5 separate regions of the Mus musculus genome follow, and all the other regions are linked to region 3. Evidence: chromatin contacts called from public HiChIP or PLAC-seq and promoter capture Hi-C data. All regions are on one chromosome and are shown on one strand. The core of a region is the stretch at or near the end of the contact, and the rest is flanking DNA. Distances in the headings are between cores, read along the strand shown.

What was found. Promoter capture Hi-C pulls out the DNA fragments that hold promoters and counts their contacts. HiChIP or PLAC-seq counts read pairs in DNA pulled down with a chosen protein or histone mark. Capture Hi-C pulls out chosen DNA fragments and counts their contacts.
Region 1: a contact with region 3 is called in an H3K4me3 HiChIP or PLAC-seq map of embryonic stem cells, with 25 read pairs. The contact joins the promoter of Ppp1r1a here to the promoter of Itga5 in region 3. A contact is called at or near these places in 3 of 39 promoter capture datasets (cranial neural crest, embryonic stem cells and frontonasal cranial neural crest), 10 of 484 Hi-C or Micro-C datasets (the HL-1 cell line, brown adipocytes, cerebellum and 3 more), 8 of 115 datasets of contacts at active chromatin or transcription factors (embryonic forebrain, embryonic stem cells, epiblast stem cells and 1 more) and 1 of 9 other capture datasets (pancreatic islet).
Region 2: a contact with region 3 is called in a promoter capture Hi-C map of liver, with 3 times the contacts expected there. The contact joins the promoter of D930007P13Rik here to the promoter of Itga5 in region 3. A contact is called at or near these places in 4 of 39 promoter capture datasets (liver, neutrophils and pre-B cells) and 1 of 9 other capture datasets (liver).
Region 4: a promoter capture Hi-C map of liver shows a contact between it and region 3. The contact joins the promoter of Smug1 here to the promoter of Itga5 in region 3. A contact is called at or near these places in 4 of 39 promoter capture datasets (embryonic stem cells, liver, neutrophils and 1 more), 1 of 484 Hi-C or Micro-C datasets (CD8 T cells) and 2 of 9 other capture datasets (adipose tissue and liver).
Region 5: an H3K27ac HiChIP or PLAC-seq map of extraembryonic endoderm stem cells shows a contact between it and region 3. The contact joins the promoter of Pde1b here to the promoter of Itga5 in region 3. A contact is called at or near these places in 5 of 39 promoter capture datasets (cranial neural crest, embryonic stem cells, frontonasal cranial neural crest and 1 more), 1 of 15 datasets of contacts at CTCF or cohesin (the NIH/3T3 cell line), 5 of 484 Hi-C or Micro-C datasets (bone marrow-derived macrophages, cerebral cortex, embryonic stem cells and 2 more), 9 of 115 datasets of contacts at active chromatin or transcription factors (bone marrow-derived dendritic cells, bone marrow-derived macrophages, embryonic stem cells and 5 more) and 4 of 9 other capture datasets (adipose tissue, liver, macrophages and 1 more).

Annotation. Positions count from the first base shown.
Region 1 is chr15:103,536,735-103,539,434 of GRCm38.p6, reverse strand. Ppp1r1a (protein phosphatase 1, regulatory inhibitor subunit 1A) reads left to right here and starts at 1,443. Exons shown (of 7, transcript NM_021391.3): 1 at 1,443-1,640. The coding sequence starts at 1,557.
Region 2 is chr15:103,145,567-103,148,266 of GRCm38.p6, reverse strand. D930007P13Rik (Riken cDNA D930007P13 gene) reads left to right here and starts at 1,439. Exons shown (of 7, transcript NR_045743.1): 1 at 1,439-1,953; 2 at 2,667-2,700.
Region 3 is chr15:103,365,504-103,368,203 of GRCm38.p6, reverse strand. It overlaps Itga5 (integrin alpha 5 (fibronectin receptor alpha)), which reads left to right and starts at 1,413. Exons shown (of 30, transcript NM_010577.4): 1 at 1,413-1,904. The coding sequence starts at 1,678.
Region 4 is chr15:103,162,026-103,164,725 of GRCm38.p6, reverse strand. It overlaps Smug1 (single-strand selective monofunctional uracil DNA glycosylase), which reads left to right and starts at 1,442. Exons shown (of 6, transcript NM_027885.3): 1 at 1,442-1,454.
Region 5 is chr15:103,501,755-103,504,454 of GRCm38.p6, reverse strand. Pde1b (phosphodiesterase 1B, Ca2+-calmodulin dependent) reads right to left here and starts at 1,421. Exons shown (of 16, transcript NM_008800.2): 1 at 1,083-1,421; 2 at 872-994. The coding sequence starts at 981. It also overlaps a transcript of Nckap1l not described here.

The DNA of each region.
Region 1 (2,700 bases), core at 194-2,693, 170 kb before region 3:
CTATCCAAACAGAGCAAAAAGGCTGGGAGAAGCATTCCCAGAGTCCCATTACTTCAACAGCAAATGGAGGAGCAACTGGCTATAGAACCTTCAGGGCTGCTGAGTGGCTGCAACCTGGCCTTGCCCTGGAGAAAGCTGAGCCTGTCTGCTGTGTAAAAGGATCCCTAGGGGAGGAAGGGGGTGAGGGTGGGGCTATTTTTGGAGGGAAGAGGGGAAGGGGCCATGGAAAACACACCAGAGAACTCCAGACTGAGGTTTAAAGCTGCCCCCTAGAGTGGGGGATGACCAAGGCCCCATTCCCCTGGAGCCAAGCTTAAACCTAGATAGACCCTGCCCTCTGTTCAGTTTAAGACTACAAAGAAACTGATCTCCCCGTACTTCCATACCCCCCCTTCAGCACTATAGGCCTTCTCCTTCTCTATCTCAGTTCCACTGTGCCTCCTGAATACATTAGGAACCCTTCCACCTCTCCAGCACCCACCTCTCTCTGTCTAGTGACCCTAACCCTAGTACAGAGCACTTCAGTTCCTATGAATATCCTGTCGCCTTCACTGGTTAGTACCGAGTGGCATGTTGATCCCATACCAACCCAGTAAGTTCTTCTAGTAGTCTAACTTCCATGCCAATAGTCACGACAGAGCAGGGCAGAGCATTTTCATTGTCCTGCCAACAGTGAAAGTGGACACCAGCCATCTGTAAACAGGCCACCCCGGTGGGGTGTCCTCCACTCCCCATCCCCATCCCTGTAATCCCCTTAAAGGCCTTTCACCTACTTTGCAGCTCACAATGTAGCAAGCAGAAAGTGAAATCTATTTCACAAGCAGGATTGGCTTTCACCTCCATGGCTTCTTCTTTACCCTAAATGGCCCTCTCCCCAAGCCCTTGGTCCACTCACACTCCAAAGAGTCTTACTCTGCCGACTCTCTGAGAGCTTCCCCTCTTCTCTCTCTTGTCCAGGAGTGTTCCCTGAACAGTAGCCAAAGCTCGCACCTGCCCTCAAAGTTTTCACATCCACTCTAGTAATTGGCCTCAAGGGGAAGTTCCCTCCCAGTCTAACTTTAATCCCTCCTGCTGTGTACCTAAATCTCCTTTCAATCTTTTCTCTTTGTGAAATCTCCTTTAGATCATAAACATAATCTACCTCTGGAGCTGTGTCCTTTCTTTTTTCCAGACCATGAAACCTGCACCAGCTTGAAGAAGTTCTTGATAAAACCTTTCCACACCCACCCCCTGCCCAGAATTCTAAAATACCTGGATGCCGGCCCGCGGGTGGTCTAGGACAGCGACCAACCGGGGTCTGGATCCTTAGCTTGAGGGGCGGCGACCTGCACAGCCGCCAGCACAGCCACGACGGGGTTAAGGCTCGGGACTGGGGGAGGAGGGGGCCGGGAGGGACGGTGACGAGCCAATCCGCAACAACACAGTCCCCAAGCGGAGCGGGGCGCGCCGAGCCAGGAGCTGCAAGCCGAGCGCCGGGCTGGGGCCAGGGCCGGAGCGCAACAGAGAGGGAGCGCGCCCGCCCCAGCCCGAGGTCCGCCGCTGCCTGACCGGGAGCCATGGAGCCCGACAACAGCCCACGGAAGATCCAGTTTACGGTCCCGCTGCTGGAGCCTCACCTGGACCCGGAGGCGGCGGAGCAGGTACAGGCAGGGCGGGGCAGCAGGACTCGGCGAAGGACTGGGGACCTGGCCGTGAGACTTGAATCCCTGCCTTGCCCCAGCGCGGCACCACACCTCTTCAGGAACGCACTCGCCCAGTTTATGGGGGTCTCCATACCCTCCCCCAACAGCGAGGCCACACCTCGGTCACCAGTATGGGTCCCTGTGGCGGGTGTCTCCAAGAGCATCGTTCACTCCCAGCCCAGCCATAGGGACACGACCCCTCCTCCCTCACTGGCGACCTTACAGCCCCTCACACCCAGTCAACCCCCAGAGTTTCCCGGCTAAGTGGCATTGGTAAGCTGAAGGGTACTGCCGGGAGGATGTTGCGGGCGGGGGGCGGCGAGTGAGCAGAAGAGACAGCTCTCCTCCCCTCCGTGTCATCTGGAGGCTGAGTGTGGCACCCAAAGGGATGAGAACAGCTATGGAGGAGTTTTAGAGCAAGGACGGGGGAGGGTGGAGGGGTCTGCAAGCTGATGTTCCCTTCTGCAAGTCAGAGCACGTGGGACCTGGGTATAACTCTGCCCTATGGAGTAGGGAGTGGGGGTGAGATGCGGGGCGCAGCGCGGCGATCTGGAGCGTCTGGGCCTGGGGTCCAAGCTTAGCCACGAGCAAGCCACCAAGAAAGCTTGGCTCATCGGGTGGGAGTGCAGGGCCCTGGCCCAGCCTCCTGGCCTGGCCTATTTTTAGCTCTGAGCAGCCTGGCAGAGGCGGCAGTGTGTGAGTGAGCAGTGTGTGTCAGCGTCAGTGAGCGTATGGAAGGGGCTACTATCTGCAGCCTGCCTTCTTTTGCATTCCCTGGATTGTGAAGACCATCCCTCCCCAAGAGCATCCAGCTCCCCAGGACTCCTGCCCCCAGCCACTCACTGTCAAGCTCTCCACCTGAAAGAATCAGACCTCTGGGGATGAGCAGGAGAAAAAGGTTTCCACATTGCTAGAGCCGATTCATAGAATTGGGTGTGGATGAAAAGGGACCCAGCAGGTGTACACTTTGAAACTTCTACTTCTCAGATCCAGGGAGGAGCAGGTACCCAGCTTCTCC
Region 2 (2,700 bases), core at 190-2,689, 220 kb after region 3:
GCCTGCCTGAACCTACACTTTAGCAGACAAGGTTGAATTAGCCTGTGTGTGAGGATACTTTCTCTTCTCTGATTGGGCCCTCATGCTCTCAGATACAATGCAAGCAGGTCAGCTGCAATAGAATCTCCCCCACCCCCACCCCCCCGTACATTTTGCCTGTTCTTCTGTCCCCACAGCCCCGCTCAGATCCTCAAGTCTCCGGGCCCTGCTCGCAGAAGGGATGGCGGAGAGCCCAGAATGGTCCTCTGCGGGGACCTGTGCCAAGCCAGGTTGCCATTTCCATTTTCATTAATTGAAGTGGCGTAATCCTGATCATCTCAGGTCAACAGTTAACTGTTGCTGGCTGGGAGCCTGTGGAGAACTGCCTATGCAGGACGTGCTCTCCTCCCTAACCTTAACCCTTGACCCTAACCTCCACGGTGCTGACTTCTTAGCTAGCTCCCCACCTCACACACATGGCCAACCTCACCTCTTGGGATTCCAGTTTCTATCCTCTCAGGAAGGCCCTCCTGGTGTCTATCTGCTATCCCGCTTGTTGTAATTGGGACTCAATTTTCTTTCTTTGTTCGGTTTAAAAAACATCCTTACAAATGCAGTTGCCTCTTGAAGCTTCCTGTGCTGTGGTTTGGGAGGACAGTATGTCGCTGAACAAAAGGTTTTGTTTTCCAACCCTGAATAGGCAAAGCAAATAGGTGGTGGTCTGGCTGAGTGTAAGAGTGAACACAGGCTTCCCTTCTTACTCAGCTTTGGGGAGGGTCTCTGCCTTACCCTATGAGGGTCATGCTTTGGCATCCTTTCTGCCCATGCTTGGCAGTGTCGCTTTGTGAGTGTCATTACCCCGGGAGAGGTCAGGTGATGTTTTGTCTTGCAGCATGAGTGTGTTAATACACATTTGTGTACTTCTGTGGTTCTAGGGACCATATTTGTTTGCCATTCTTAATCTTCCAGATGGACACTGGTATAAGTGAGTGTAGCCAATTTTTGCTGCTGCTATGTCTTTGTGCGTCTTCAGGATGTGTGTGTGTGTGTTCGTGCGTAGCCTCTTAGTTTTCAGTCTTCATAGGCTGATGTCTTTCTGAGTGTCCTCTGGCCGGGTTCAGAAGGGAGGGAGAGAAGCGTCGGAGGCAAAGGATTGGGCAGGAGGGGGTGCGTGGCAATCTGTGACTCGGAAAACAGACGTGCAGCGCGTGCGGGGCGGAGGCGGGGGCACTCTGGCCCCCAGCTCCTCCGCAATCCAATTAAATAACATTTAAATGCATAACCAGCCCGCGCGCCGATGAGGCTGGAGATTGGAGCGGGCGCGGCGGCGGGCTGCGCGGGCGGCGTTTTGTGGAGCTCAGCGATTCTGGCGGCAATTTCCCCGCGCCGCGCGGCTTTTACGAGCCCGCTCCCGGCGCCCGCCCGCTCCGCTGAGCCCGCCGCCTCCGCCCGCCTCAGTCTGCCTCCGCCCGCGCAGCCCGGCAGCGTGTGGTCCTGCTGCCCGCGCCGCCCCGCCTGTTCCTCTTCGGAGCTGTCCTGGGCTCCTTACTTCCAAAGCCTACCTACCTTAATCCTTTGGACAGAGCGCCCAGCCCTCAGTGCATTGCTGCTTTTCACCTGCTGGCTGCATCCACCTCTGACCTGGACCCCTTTTGGCCTGTGCAATTCCGCTCTATCTCTGGGTCACTGGCTCTGCACAGCTTGTGTTTCTCTCTGCCTCAGTTTACTCTCTTAGGCCTCCTGTGCCCTTTACCTTGAGCCCTTCCCTTTCCTCTTCAAGCCTACATCCTAGCACCAGAGTAAGAGGCTTGAAGGAGAGGCAGAAGGTGGTGGTAACAAGTGCATGGTTGGAAGAGGTGGCTTCTTCTCTGTATCCTTTCAGCATAGAAAGGACCGGCCTGTTCATTCAGGACCATCAGACGGCTCCTGTCCAGAAGTCCTGAGATTGATAGATGTGGGTCCATCAGCCCTGAGGTTAGTATGAAAGGGGCCACTTGCTGAAGAACCAAGAGCAGCCCCACCCCGAGATCCCTGATCTTCTGAAGACAGAATCCCAGGAAGACAGAAAGCAAGACAAGCCATTTCATGTCTTGTGTGGTACCCGACTCCCCTGTTTCATCTTCCCGTTCCCTCCCTTGCATATCTGTGTTCTGCCCCCCAACATATGGAACCTGGCATTTACCATATGCTGACGACCCAGGCAGATTTAGGGAAGATCTTTCCTGGCAGACAAACAGCAAGGGGAAACCCTCCTGCGAGCAGTCTGGCATGCTGGAGGAATGGCATTGAGGCCGGTATGGCTGGAGCAGGGAAAATAAGGAAGGGAATGAGCTGTGGCTTCTAAGAGGTCACAGAAAGCTAATCACGATCATGTGGGGACTAATGAGTCACAGCTAAACTTGCACTTCCACTCTGAATGGACAGGGAGCCATTGGAGAGTCAGGGCCTGAGAGTGATATGCATACTCCCCTTGACTACTCAATGCTGTCATGTTGAGAATGCAGTGGGAAACAAGGACGTCCAAGAGTGCACTGTAGCAGCAAGGAGAGAGTGGGGCCTGGATGAATGTTGCAGAGTCAGCTCGGGGTGGGGGTGGGGGGTGGTTGCGGTGAGTCAGATGGGAACCGTGGAAGCAGCATCATCAAGGAAAAACTAAGAGGTTTTTGTGTTGTTTTGTTTCCTACCAGTGACCAGAACATGGAACTTGTCATTACCTGGTAT
Region 3 (2,700 bases), core at 164-2,663:
CCTCCCCAGCTCCTAAATCCTGGGAAAAAAATCTAAAAGTCTGGGCTGAGAAAGGAGAGGGCTGGATTCACACATGTGGGACCCAAGCCTCACATGAATGTCTATAAACAGTAAATAAAAGTCCATTCTCCTCTTCACCTGGGTTCCCCCCCTGGCCAATCACACCAGAGGTTGACTTTGGGTACTGCTTGCCTCAGATCCTGACCCACAGATTCCTTATGTTTCCCACCTGACGAAGGGTCAGGACCTGCAGATGTGAAAGTGGAATGGAGCCAGGGTTAGGCTGTAGTCTGTTCAGCTGGCCTCTCTCTGGGGCTGCAATTGGCCCTGGAGATCTGCTTTTGAAGATCTAGCTGGGTGACTGAGGACAGAAAGCAGAGTAAGAGTAACAGATGAGAGGAAGCATGCAGCAGGAAAAAAAAAAAAATGACTCTGGGATTTTTATTCAGCATCCCCTCAGGCCACAACGGGTCAAAAGAGAAGGGCAAGAAGAGGGCAGGATTTTACTCTGTGGGCCTTATTCTGAAAGGGGAGAAGTCCTGGAGGAAAAAGGCTGAGAAGGGAGTAGAAAGCAAAGGGGATTAGGGGAGACTGTAGGCCTCTCTCCCCTCCCCCCAGACTAAGATAAAGACCAGAATCCTGAAAGGTGATCTCATCACACACAGCCTGAGCTAGGGGCTAACAAGGTACCTTCACTTACTACCACCCCTTCCTCTACTTACACAAATAATGCAAGTGTCTTGGGTTTCAGATGGCCAACAGAAGCTGAAAGTTGGTTCCCTTTGAAGACTCCCCACCACCACCATCACAACTGCTACCCATCACTTATCTTTCTGGGGCTTATCCAGGAAATCAGGCAATCTGATGAAGGAACTGAATTGAGAGGTTGGCCACTTGGTCAGGTATCAAATCCAAGAAAGGGCCAGAACAGAGACTTCCAAACCCAACGTTAGCAAATAAAGCCCAATGCTCCTGTGTCAGAGACCCCAAAAGTCCTATGCTTTCCACTCTATCAGCTTGGGGAGGGGCAGCCGCGGAATTCCCGAGGCCAACGAAGCTACCCCAGGAGGCTGTCTGGGGAGCGTTCAGTGACTGGGCTGCAGAGTCCCAATCTAGCTGGCCAGAACCCAGGCACCCAGTGGCCCCGGAAGGCAAGGGGAATCCCTGTTGGCCGGACGCCAGAGGAGTCCCCTGTCTCTCGACCCCAAAGTTTTTTTCCTGAAGAAATGAGGGAGACACACACACACAATATTCAGGCTCCCTCCGCCCCCCAGAGGTGATTCCTTTCCTCATTAGGAAATTTTCTGCTCCCTTTTCCGACTACTTTTCCGAGCGTTTACGTTGTACATCTGGAAAGGAGGGGGAGGGAGGAGGGGGAAGCGGAGAGGAGGGCGAAGAACCCAAGCCCGCCCAGTCTGAGCCAGGCCAGACCACCGGCCTCCAGCTGGGGCCGGAGCCAGGGTTCAGAGGTGCGGCCCCCCACGCCCCTTCGGGTGCGGGGCGCGGCCTCGGCGTCCCCGGGACCCAGGAATGCCCCCCCGCCAGCCGGCCCGGCGGCCGGGGGGAGGGCCCAGCCGGGAGTTTGGCAAACTCCTCCCCGCGTTGAGTCATTCGCCTCTGGGAGGTTTAGGAAGCGGCTCCGGGTCGGTGGCCCCAGGACAGGGAAGAGCGGGCACTATGGGGAGCTGGACGCCACGGTCGCCTCGATCTCCTCTCCACGCGGTGCTGCTGCGCTGGGGGCCCCGACGCCTACCGCCGCTGCTGCCTCTGCTGCTGCTACTGTGGCCGCCACCACTCCAGGTTGGGGGCTTCAACCTAGACGCGGAGGCCCCGGCGGTGCTCTCCGGGCCCCCCGGCTCCCTTTTTGGCTTCTCCGTGGAGTTTTACCGGCCGGGAAGGGACGGGTGAGTGGCGAGGTTGGCGGCGGGAAGCGGGCAGGGGGCCACCTGGAAACTGGGGGCGCGCCGAGGACTGGAAGCGACCAGGACTTGAGTTGGAGGGCGGAGTTTGGAAAGACCAAGACTTGAGTTGGGGGCCCAAGCTAGAATTGGGGGCCCGCGCTGCAGCAGGGAGGGACCGTGGCCGACGTGGAGTGTGAGATCGGTGTCGAAACTTGTGTGGCATGAGGAGAGGACCCGAATCTAGAAGCTGGAGAAGTACAGGCAGGGTCTAAGGGCCAACCGGGAGGAGAGGGCGCAGAAAGCTTAGGGTCTCTGGCGATCTGTGGGCTGCGGGAGACCTGTGGCGGGTGGGAGTCGAGGGGGGTGCGGAGGCCGGGCAGGGCCTTAGGAGGCAGTGGAAGAACCTCGAGATCCTCGGTGGGGCTATTGAGAGGGTTGGAGCTGGGTAAGCGTGTGCCGTAAGAGGAAAGACAGACTGAGAGGGTCGGAAGGTTATGTGGGGGCCAGTCTCATCCTCCCCTCCCCCATCAACTCAGACTCGGGAAAGACCCGGGAGGAAGACGAAGGCTCCCTCCCCTTTCTCCTCATTCTCCTGAATTGCCTCCCACCCCCAGTCTCTTCAGGCGAAGAGATCCAAGAACTTGGGGAGAATCCCAGAACCCTGGCACTGGGGGTACTAGGGCTAGTGGCCGGATCAATCCAGGGCGGTGCACGGATGTGTCGGGAGGGGTGTGAGTGCGCGCGCCTGAAGGGGGGTGGGCGGTTTCCCTCTTGCTCTAGCTCTTGGGAGGAAGAGAAA
Region 4 (2,700 bases), core at 193-2,692, 200 kb after region 3:
TTTCTTCATTGCAGAGGAAGTAGAGATATTGAGGTGTGCCCAGGGGAAGATAGAGGCACCTAGAGACAGAAAGCAAGCCATGGAAGAGGTGAGCGACAAATCGTACAGAAAGAAAGTGGCAAGACCCAGAGGGACAAGGCTGCTGTGCACTACAGCTCAGCAAGTAAGGGGCAGCCTCGATGGAATACAGGTGAGTGATTCCTCACCTTGATGCTGGATGGTCACTACTCACAACAGCTGCACCCACTGCTTTTATCTGGATGCTAGAGCAGTCTTGGGAAAGGCATTGTGTTCTGGGTTCCCTGGTCTTCTTCCCTAGCACCCATTGGGGACTTTGCTTTGGTGATGAGAGCCCTGGCTTCCCCCGGCATGAGTATTGGGGAAGGCAAGGGACCCAGAAGATATCTACCCATGGAAGATTCCAGTTGAGTGAAAAGTCACAGTGAAATGTCCAGTTAGATAGGAACAAAGCAGGGTGTGAATGGCTTTGGAAGTCAGTGCTGAGGGGCTAGTTAGGTGCAATTAGGGATTAAAGTTTGTTGGAGAAGGCTTCCTGGGAAGACTATTGTAGGAGAGTCTGGAAAGATGGGATGTGTTATTTATATATGTCTACTTATGAGGGCCAGGAGACATAAGAGTTGGTAAATAAACAAAAATCTGAGTCAGGACGATCTTCCTTACTAACCTGGGTGGGCACCACCAACCTGTTCAGAGTCCAGTGCAACCAATGACTAAGGAAGGGCTCTTAACACAAAGGGCTTCCCTGGTTCTCCAGCTTACAGGCAGCAGGTCCCATAGGGCTGTGAGCGTATTTCCACAATACATCTCCTCACATTGATAAAAGGATGGTTTTGATTTTGCTTCTTGGAGAAACCCAATTCAGGATACAGGCTGGCAGATGTCAAGGCAAGAGAGAAACAGATTAAAATGGCGAGGCTGTGGATTTAGATGCTAATGCTAACAGGGATGTTCACTGTCAAAGAGGTAGGTGCTGAGAGAAATGCCTTCGTGGATATTTGTTTGGTTGTTTTGTTTTGTCGAGTCAGGGTTTCTGTGTAGCCCTGGCTGTCCTGGAACTCACTCTGTAGATCCGCCACAACCACACGGTTGCCTCTTTGGATGTTATGTAAACAGTTAATGGCCCTTGGAGGGCTGCAAAGATGATGCCTTATACCTCGGGGCAGCAAGAGGGAAAGGTCTCTGGTGGATGAGGTATTGGGGATGGCTGCAGAGTCCAGATGGTTGTGACGTCTTGATGTAAATCATATTATTAAACTACAATCCCCAGCGACCCGTGGAACTCTTTTAGCGAGTTTTCCGGGGATTTGGCATTTCCGGCGGAAGCAGACGTCGCTAGCCATTCTTCTTATTTAAATGCTGTCGACTACAACTCCCAGTGCCCTCCGCGCCAGGACGAAGAAAGGAAGCGGAAGCTGCATGGGGAGCTTGTGCAGGTGAGGGAGTAGGGGGCTGGATCTCTGGGAAGGGCGGTGGGGGCTCTCGGAGTTCCGGAGAGGTAGCCGCTCTGTGACTCCAAGGCCTACAAGGGGCCCCTGTGAGCCCTGCAGCGCTGTTTTGATTTAAATCCTGTGGATTTCTGTACCACCTACAAGGGACAGCGGCTAGCTAGTGGCTTGGATTCTTATTTTTGTTTTAGGTTTATTTATGTTATTTTTTATATATGGGTGTTTTGTCTGCACACCAGAAGAGGACATTGGATACTATAGGACTGCAGTTTGACTCTTGCAAGCCGCATTATGGGTGCTGGGAATTAAACTGAGAACCATTGAAAGAGCAGCCAGTACTTTTACTTAATGAGCCTCCATCGCACTGTGGCCTGGATGTATCTCAGGGTTGCCCTTTGTTTTTTAATGTAATTTGAAATGTGTGACATGTTTCTTAAGGCATTTTGCTTTTTGAGGGGAAAAAATGCACACACACACACACACACACACACAAAAGGCTCCTGATCTTCTCATCTTTCCGCCTCTACCTCCTGAGTGCTGAGCTGATAGATACGAGCTTCTATACCTGGTTTACAGTGCTGGGGATTGAACCCAAGGCTTCATTCATCTTTGGTATACACTCCACTGAGTTGCAGCATCAGGCATTGAGCTTATGGCTGTTGGTGACTTTAGGGAGGACTGTCAGACTTCCTGCTAGGAATTTTTTTTTTTTTTTTTTGATTTTTTGTCCAGGACAGCAAAGCTCAGATTATATCTGTCCTCTTAGCTCTTCATGGCTTATCCCAAACCTGTCTTATATCTTATTTTGGAGTTATCCCCCCAACATATGAGGGACTCAAATATTTAAGAAATAAACAATTGCTGGAGGTAGGTTGATGGTTCCTATAGAGAAGAGCCTTAAAGTGATTTGTGCAAGAGAACCTTCTTAGATGTCTTGGCTGGTAGGGCTCTTGCCACCAAACCTGATGACTTATATTCATTCCTCAGAGCCTTGACAGTAGAAGAGAACCAGCTCCCAAAAGTTATCTTTTGCCACATGAGTTGCTAAGGTGTGCTTGCTCTCCCTAGTAAATAAAAACAACTGTTAAGAGAAAGAACCGTTTAAGAGAGGAAACCAGGACTAGCATTCTAGTTAGCCTGTGACACTTGCTACCAGATGAACAGTGAAAATAAGCTCTCCTCACTTCTGTGCATGCCTATCCTTGCTGTCTTCAGCCCAGAGCAGACCCATCTT
Region 5 (2,700 bases), core at 172-2,671, 140 kb before region 3:
TCTCAGAATGGTGCATGAAACACCTGAGTTCGTCCTCTCCTCTTTCAGGCCTCTCCATGTACTCTAGTCCCACAATAAGGAATGAAGCTTACATGTGCTTGGAGATCCTGAGAGATCCTATATAAATAAAAAGGCTTTGATTAAGCCAATCATGTTGTTCCTATCAATCAATCAGTCTTCTTCACTATCAATCACCCGGTCCTCTAGCGCCCAGGTGACGGTTCCACCCACTCCTCCAGACCATTAAATATGCAATTTCCAGACACCAAAGCAGATGATCTTCTTAAGTGCAGGGCACCCTCATCCTGTTCCCTGTGGGATGCAGGGGGAAGAACGACCAATCCCAAAGAAGATATATAGAACCCACAGGTTGGCACAAATATCTCTCTGTGCACTAGATCCGCCGCATCGGTGTGCAAGTGCTCTTCACACCTCTGTGACCCATGAACACTCGTGCACACTGCATGTGATGGGTCTCACATCTGCACAACCCTGCACATGGATATGTGTGAGTCAGCCTGGCACCTCCTGAACGCTGCCTGTCTGCAGCCCTGTCACACCGCACATACAGTGCGCTGCCTCTTTGCGCTGCTGCGTGTCAGCCTGTCACCCAAAGGGCCGCAAACACAAGCACAAGCTTTGCAACTCCTAAACCTGCTCTAACCAACAGGCTCGTTCTGCCAAGGACCCATACATGTGACCTGGACAAGGATGTCAGGGCCATGTTTCCTCGCACCTGCCAACATGTGTGACCAAGAGAATCTACCTGCCTGGTTCCAATTGCAGCACCACATACACGCAGAAAGAGAGTTCAACACGCGCACACACACACACACACCGCCCCCCCCGCCCCCCCCCGCCAGAGACTCACAGAGACCGTAGCTTAATCCACATTTTCTTGCTGGGGGCTGACTTCAGCTCCAGGGGTGACGGGCAATCCGACTCCAGCATCTCTGGAGGACTGCGGGGGGACAGCTCCATGCTCAGCCACTGTCTAGAGAACAGAAGGAGGAGACAGCCCCTCTGCTCAGCTTCGGACCCTTACCGAGAGATCCTCGCCCCTCATCCTAGACCCTTCCCACCTGCGGCTGGCGTGGACCAGCCAGGCCGGTGTGTTTCTGCTCGGCCCAAGCTAGCAGGGCTGCAGTTCCTGCGGCTGCTTCTCTCACGCTACCCGGCTGAGCTCTGGGCTCCAGCTTCCAGCTCTCCGCGCCGCTGCCGCCGCCACCGCCGCCGCCGCTACCTCCGCCACCGCCGCCGTGCGCTGCCACAGCCGCCTCCTCGCCTCCCTCCTCCTCCCCCGGCCAGGGCCCCCTCCCTTCGCTCCCCTCCCTGCTCCTCGACCCGCCCGCCCGCCGGTCTACCGCGCAGTGTAGCCACTCCTCCCCCTCGCCTAGGAGCGCAAGAGAGCCTAGGGGTGCACACACTCAGAAGCGCCCAAGGGCGAGCGCGCTCACAGGCGCCCAGTACGAGTGGCTGCTGCGTGTGCCCTTGCGCGCGGGGGGGCGGGGAGAGGGGTAGTGCGTGTTGACAGCGCGCGCGGGCGGCCCGCAGGACTTCGTGTGGATGGTGGGGTGGTTCCCTCTGGGTGTGTTCAGAGTTTCTGTGAATGCGCGCATGTGGTCCCAAGATTCCACGCGTGGCTGGTTGCCCGCGTATCCTCGGTGGTCCTTCTTTCTCCCTGTAATACCAGGCCGTGGGTGGAGTGAAGCCACAATCCTCAGAACCTAGCCAGGCCAACCCCCACACGCCGCGGTCCTGTCTTTGAAAGGAAAAGTTCTGGTGGCTCGGAGCAATGCTGGCATCCCACAGCTGGCCTCAGCTCCCACAACCGGGTCTTCCGGACCTGCCTCCTTCGCCCGCCCAGAGGGAATTTCTATGTATTTTAAAGCTCTGCAGATCAAGCAGCCCCCATGCCTTCCTTAACTACCCAGTAACTGCACACAGACAGGAAAGCAAGCCTGATAGCTAGCCTGGCCTGCAGGCCTGCAGCCGTTCCAACTGACTTCATTTTATTCTGCCTTCAAAGGAAAAAAAAAAAAAAGTAAGAGCTAAAGGCCCAGTGTAGAACAGCCTCTCTGCTGAATAAATATTTTGTGACACAAGAAAGTAGAATTTGAACTCAAGACTGTGTGACAGGGCAAAACCTCTTCCATCCTACCGTGTCCCACCATGGGACCCAGTTCTGTCTCTCTGTTCTCTGAATGAACACCTACTTTGGCACCGTAGAAACTCTCATGCAATCTGCAAATAGAAATGGATTCACTGACTGCTGGTTTTCTAACAAGCCACTAATCCAGGGTTCCAGAATGTGACTTTTCATTTCAAGAACTCTGGGGTTTGGGAGGAGGGGTGACCGGGAGGAGACATATATTCTAAACTATGGAGTGGAGGCTCCTCTTTTCTCAGGTGAAGGAAGAGAAAGGATCAGAGGGGAAGTGCTAGACTCCCACTGTGAAAAAAACTGCCAGGAGAAGCAGCCACTGGGAAGCACAGAGATAGAAAGCTACAGCAGAGTTGGAGATAGAGCCAAAAGTGACAAGAATCTTGGGACCTCACCTTCTGTCAATCTAACTTCAACAAACATCACTGTTCCCTCCTCTCCAGAGAAGCAATCACAGACTAGAGACCTCAGCATCTGAGACTCTATCACTCTTGCACAATGTAGTTTACAGAATTTGTGAGCCAGCTCCTTTATCA